Regions from separate parts of the Xenopus tropicalis genome. Here region 1 is linked to region 2. The links are chromatin contacts, called in public Hi-C maps. All regions are on one chromosome and are shown on one strand. The core of a region is the stretch at or near the end of the contact, and the rest is flanking DNA. Distances in the headings are between cores, read along the strand shown.

Region 1 (2,969 bases), core at 279-2,778, 170 kb after region 2:
GCTGCCGCCTGAGGCCACCCCTATCTCCTTACAACATTATCGTCAGAGAGGGTCCAGAGGGGGCCACAACACTAGTGCAGAGAACACTATTGCACTCTCTGCACAAGCAAAGCAAATTTTCATTTAAAAAAAATGAAAATTGGGCTTTAAAAGTTACCAGATGTGGCTTTTTGCTACCCCTGGTAACTGGCTGCTCCCTGCCGCCTGAGGCAAGGTACTCACCTTATGGCAGGCCTGTCTTGGGGCAATACCAGGATGGCTGATGATGGCCTTTTCATCTGTAACCTGGAATCTAAAGGCCACTTGTCTAAAAAGGATGCCTGTATACCTAATGGTTCTGCACTGCAGAAGATTATAACAGATTAATGATATTGCTATTAATAATGAACTGATTTGGCATTATTATTGCTGAAACGTGACACCCTTTCCTCAGCTGACACAATTGTGAGTGACCCAATGTGTGCAGATAGCAGGGATGTGTGGATATGTGTAGGAATTTGCACCTGGCTGGTACTCTGGTGATACTTGTGCATATGGTGTGTATAAAAGGAGTGAGAAGTGTTTAGAAGGAAGCCAGGTTGTTTCCTTGCCCACTAATGCCTGTTACTGTGTAACTAACCTGGAAGATCCACCTTGTGGTTGCCTTTCTTAGGCCAGTCCATACCAAGGCGCCTATAAGCAGGCATAGGAGCTCTGCCCAGGTAAGGCTGGCATGTTTCTTTAGGGTAGCCAAGGATAGTTCCCATCCACAGTCCTTGCATTCCCTTAGGGCATCCATGAATGTGCCCCCACCCCGGAGCAAGAGCTCCATATATCCGGGAGCAGCGGGTGGCGGGAGTGCTGGGTGCAGTGCCTCCATGGCGGGCAATGGGAAGATGTACGGGAAGCTGCTCCTGTATCCTGCGGCGCTGAAGGGATTTTAGCTCCCGTTAGAACTCAAACATGATGGAAAACAAATGGACGATGCGAAGTCACCCCAGAAATCCCATTTAGTATGGTGGCACTGATCCGGCCAGGCTAATGTTCAGCTGCTGGTCCCCCGCCCACAGGCATTGTGCTCTGTCTGAATGGTGCAAGGGGCTGTAGGGGCCTGGGGGGAGCAGGGCTGCCGGTGCCTCCTCGGCCTGTGAGGGATACAGACGTGTGATGCACAATAGGAAGCGATCCCAAGGTGCCTTTTAGTTGGTCTGGGAGGCAGCGGCTCCTACACCCCTTCTATTTTTTGAGATGGCTCAGCGAATCCCCCCTCCCCTTCAGACAGAAAGATCAGGTCCAGATATGGGAGAGGGGATGCTCCTTTCCTTGTGCTTTGCTGGTACTCACAGGCAGGAAGCCCAAACCTACAACCGAGCCCGGTACTGCCTGTACAATGAGAGATGGGGCGCCCAGCAGCAGGGAGACACCGGCTCTTGGCAGGGAGGGTACAGCCCTCATATACATTCAGCGCACGTTTGAATGAAGGGGCGGAAAGGACGGCGCGGCAGCCAATCAGAGCAGGGAGAGGGGATTGGAACCTGCGTGATGTCAAACTGACCGGCTGCTGTGGATGTGAGAGTCCGATTGTATGGGGATTGTATGGGGGGGGGGGGGGGGCAGCAGCTGAACCTTCCAAAGTGACGGGAGGGTCGCGCCTCGCATGTATTGCAGTATCTGTGAGTGGAATACTTACATAGGCGTGCCCCCCCAACAATAATTTTGTCCCTCTATTAAAATAAGAGCCCTGACAAACTTCTAATCGCTCCCATATTACGGATTTAGGGCTTCCAAAGCAATTCAGAGGAATGAGCTGCAGAAGTAAAAATAGGTCAGCAATTGAATTGGAGTGGAAGATGGTGAATTTGTCAACCTGAAATTCTACCAAGCTTTGGGTTCACCCGATCCTCCTTGCCCCGTCTCTCCCCTCCTTCAGCAGATATTTCAGTGACAGCTGCACTGGGATCTGACAGACCAATCAATTTTGACTTAGCTGTCCACATGACTCAGGAGTTGGGAAAGCGTAGGAAACTGTACAGTGGAACGGAGAGGCGACTAGTAGCTAGGTGGGCATTATTTAGCTCATAGCTCGTTTCTGTCCATCTGTTCTAATGCCATGTTGAACAGATTCCACTCCTGATCTCTTTCATATGTATGTTCTTTGAACATCAATCTTAATGTCAGCTTTTAGTTAGTGTGTGTCTTTTGCTGTGGGTAAGGAAAGGGATGCAAACAGAACATGAATTGAATTTTACTACATACTCCTCATATTTCTATCACTTTTTCTCCAGCCTTTTTTCCTCCATCCCTGTTTGATGACCAATGTATCCCTTTCCTTTTGTATTATACCCAAGCAAACCTTCTAGTTACATTATTTCCATACCTCTTCCTCCTCCAAACTCCTTATATTTCTGATCTCTCCTTTCTCCCACCAAAACATTTTTTTCCTTCCCTCTCCATGTGTACTTTCTCTTATACTTATTCTCGTTTTATTGCCCATTGTGATGTGTCTAATAAATATATTTCTCTTGCATTATTTATTATACCTTTACAGCTTTGTCATTAATACTAGCCCTGCTTTTAGTATTTTCTTTCCTAATTATGCATGAGAAAGCATATGATTTGTCATTTTAGTGACCAGTGATAGGAAAAAAAAAAATACAGAGCCACATAATTATGAGCAATGCTTGCCTGTCACTAGGAAGGACAAGAATTGCAGTGATTGCCAAAATGGCCTCTGGAGGCCATAAAATCTCATGAAGGGACATACCTAACCCATGGACCTCCATTTGCCAGGTGGTTCCACAGCTACAGCCCCTATGCTAAAGTAAGGGGGCAAAGAACTTTAGTTTTTTCCACTCACAAGGAAATTCTAAAATCCCTGCAACTGACACTTCAAAATGCAAGGACTGTGCTACAAATTGCATTTTACCTCACACTATCACATCTACGTTGCTATATCCTGCAGATTTGCTGAAAGTAGTGGGTAGTAAGAT
Region 2 (3,086 bases), core at 381-2,880:
CTTGGTATCCAGAATTTCCAAAGGGGAGCAGGGAGGGGTTATCATGCCCCTGGCAATTGAAGGCTGCATGGGCAGATTGTCCTCAAACATGCCATACTGGGAGGTATTTTGGTACTGGACAGGTGACTGGTGATGGAAGCCAGTGTGCTGATAGTTATGACCATAAGGCACTGAGGGATGGCACATCAATTGGGACTGGCATTCACTTAACATTATGTCATCAGGGCTCAAAGGAGGGGTGTCAGGGCCACCCATCTGAGGAGAATTGGCAAGTCTAGGCTGTTCATATGCCATCATACAAGCAGTACTGCCCTCTTGCTTGATCTTTGTGCAGGACTGGGGAACCATGCCCATTACTGGTCCATATGAATCCATGTCAGGTTCTGCTTTTATAGTATCTGGAAAGTCAAAATTTGAAGTCACAAAGAACCTCCCTTGAACATTGCTGGGATGGCAGTAGTTGTCCATGTCAGACCTAATCAGTTCAGTCATGAGGCTACCTGAACTGTAAGGAGGAGGGCTGTGGTCTGTGCTGTAGCTTCCCGGAGAAGGGCTTGTTTGGTAGTAATTGCAGGACTCTGAAGGTGCCATTGAATATTCTCCACAGATTTGGACACTTTTGTCACCACCCATAGCCAACACAAATTCCAGCACATTGTTTAAATCTTCATCTTCCTTCTTAGTAGAGAAGGCGTCTGGGCTCTGCATTACATCTGGAATGCCACAGCTGCTGCGGGGAGACTTGGACTCATAATCGCACTTCCACCTCTAGAAAGAGAAATGATAGGAAATACATGAGAGCAGGTAGTTACCTAAACTACACAGACACACCAATGTACCCACACTGGGGCTGCAAATCATAGTAAGCACGCTCACCGACACATAATCAAAGAGCACTGCAAATACTATAAATAGGGATCAGAGACATTACAACAACCTGCTTTATAGCAGAATGAATCAGTGCTTTCTAGCATGCACTTCATATCCACCAAATCTTTCAATCTCCACACCTACACATTACCTAGAAATACACACACACACCAACTTCTGCTTTCAGAAATCAGGCGAATCTCATGCACTGCAAGAACTCACACAGTTACTCTAAGCATCAAAGTCCTAGAAAACTTCATTTCATTGATTATTCTCTTATAGGAACAGAGGCAGGTATTACACAAAAAAAGTCTGCCTAGGAGTATGTTGTGCAGGTGTAAAGCAGCCCTAAATTCTAATTAGGATATTTTCCATAAGATAATAGTATACTATATTAATCTTGAAAAAATAAAGATTAATAAAAAAATTCTACATCATTTATATAATGCCGCTGAAGAAGAAAAAGTCCTAATCAGCATACAATGGCACTCCAGTCTAATTGCAAACAATCTCAATATGCGACTAAGCACTCTCCCCAGGCAGCACACCTGTCTCACTACTCTCCCCCACTCGATATACTTACATCTTGGCTTGCAAACGTAGCAAAAGAAGGGAGAATGGTCTCGCTCAGAGCCATCCCAACGTCTTGTCCGAGTCAGATTGTCAGCAAAACGAAAAAAAAAGTTACAATTAAAAATGACGAATTAAATAGGATTTGCGAACTCCCCGATCCCTGTTGCGGAGAGGTCCGTGTGTGCATGAAGTTACGCGCAATAGCAAAAACAGTTTTCCTTGCAGCTGAGAGGGGGCCTGGATTTATAAATAAAGGCACGGGGGCACGCACCAAACCAATTGCAAGGAGAGGAGGAAACACGTTCAGGATGAGGAGGCTGAGCACTCAGTGGAGCCTAAATTTAGCAGCACTATATAAACCCTGCAGTCAAGTTCAGTCTGCAGCGAGAGCAGCAGCTCCTGGAGCCCTTTAAAGAGTTGGCCACGCCCCTCTCCTGTGGTCTCCCTTAGCAACCGAGGGAAACACAGGCCAACACAGAACTTTAGTGACGAGCCAGTGACGTAGGAGGGAGCCCCAGGCCGAAAAGCCCGCCCTTTTGGATTTGGCAGGGAAAGCGTTGCAAATCGTGTCAGAGTTCAGAAGTAGAACTGATGCTGTAGTAATTAACGCAAAGCCTGCGAATTCAGTGTAGCGCTCTCTTTATTGTGAAACACGATGTGAACAGGTTCTGTTTGTACAAATACCTTAGTTGTCAAATTGAGTTTATTTACAGGGGGAATCCCGCGTTATTTGTCCTCTTAGAAAAATCTTTTAAACTGTGAGAAATCAGTGAGCGTTCTGCTGCTCAGCCCCTTGTAACTTCTGGACCCCCAGCTGTCGCAGGCGTTGCTTTATCCATACGTATGCATCATAATTCTCATGTTATATGGTTGGTATATACTAGGCGGAGGGTTTTTGTTTGGGGAGGCTAAATATGGGCCATACATAGGGGCAAAGTAGCAAAGTACGATTGAGACCGAATACAAAAAAATTGTATTGGTTCTAACTGTGCATATTTTCTGCAACTTTTTCGTACTTTGCGCAACTTTTTCATACTTTGCAACAAAATTTGTGCAACAAATTTGTATTGTCGCGCCGAGTACAAAAGTTTAAGATTCATTCAAGCTTCGATATCGTGACTTTCCTTGGGCCAGGTTGGAGCTGCAGGGTGCCATTGAGCCCTATGGGTGACTTTCCTTGGGCCAGGTTGGAGCTGCAGAGTGCCATTGAGCCCTATGGGAGACTTTCCTTGGGCCAGGTTGGAGCTGCAGAGTGCCATTGAGCCCTATGGGTGACTTTCCTTGGGCCAGGTTGGAGCTGCAGAGTGCCATTGAGCCCTATGGGAGGCTTTCCTTGGGCCAGGTTGGAGCTGCAGAGTGCCATTGAGCCCTATGGGAGGCTTTCCTTGGGCCAGGTTGGAGCTGCAGAGTGCCATTGAGTCCTATGGGAGACTTTCCTTGGGCCGGGTTGGAGCTGCAGAGTGCCATTGAGCCCTATGAGAGACTTTCCTTGGGCCAGGTTGGAGCTGCAGAGTGCCATTGAGCCCTATGAGAGACTTTCCTTGGGCCAGGTTGGAGCTGCAGAGTGCCATTGAGCCCTATGGGAGACGTTCCTTGGGCCAGGTTGGAGCTGCAGAGTGCCATTGAGCCCTATGAGAGACTTT

The links. A called contact is a pair of places that touch in the nucleus more often than the background predicts.
Region 1: a contact with region 2 is called in a Hi-C map of neurula embryo, with 2.4 times the contacts expected there. The contact joins the promoter of cers1 here to the promoter of klf2 in region 2. A contact is called at or near these places in 3 of 5 Hi-C or Micro-C datasets (brain, gastrula embryo and neurula embryo).

Annotation. Positions count from the first base shown.
Region 1 is chr1:112,602,302-112,605,270 of UCB_Xtro_10.0, forward strand. It overlaps cers1 (ceramide synthase 1), which reads right to left and starts at 1,529. Exons shown (of 7, transcript XM_002940602.5): 1 at 620-1,529. The coding sequence starts at 859. It also overlaps a transcript of ddx49 not described here.
Region 2 is chr1:112,430,524-112,433,609 of UCB_Xtro_10.0, forward strand. It overlaps klf2 (Kruppel-like factor 2), which reads right to left and starts at 1,631. Exons shown (of 3, transcript NM_001016764.3): 1 at 1,454-1,631; 2 at 1-768. The coding sequence starts at 1,507.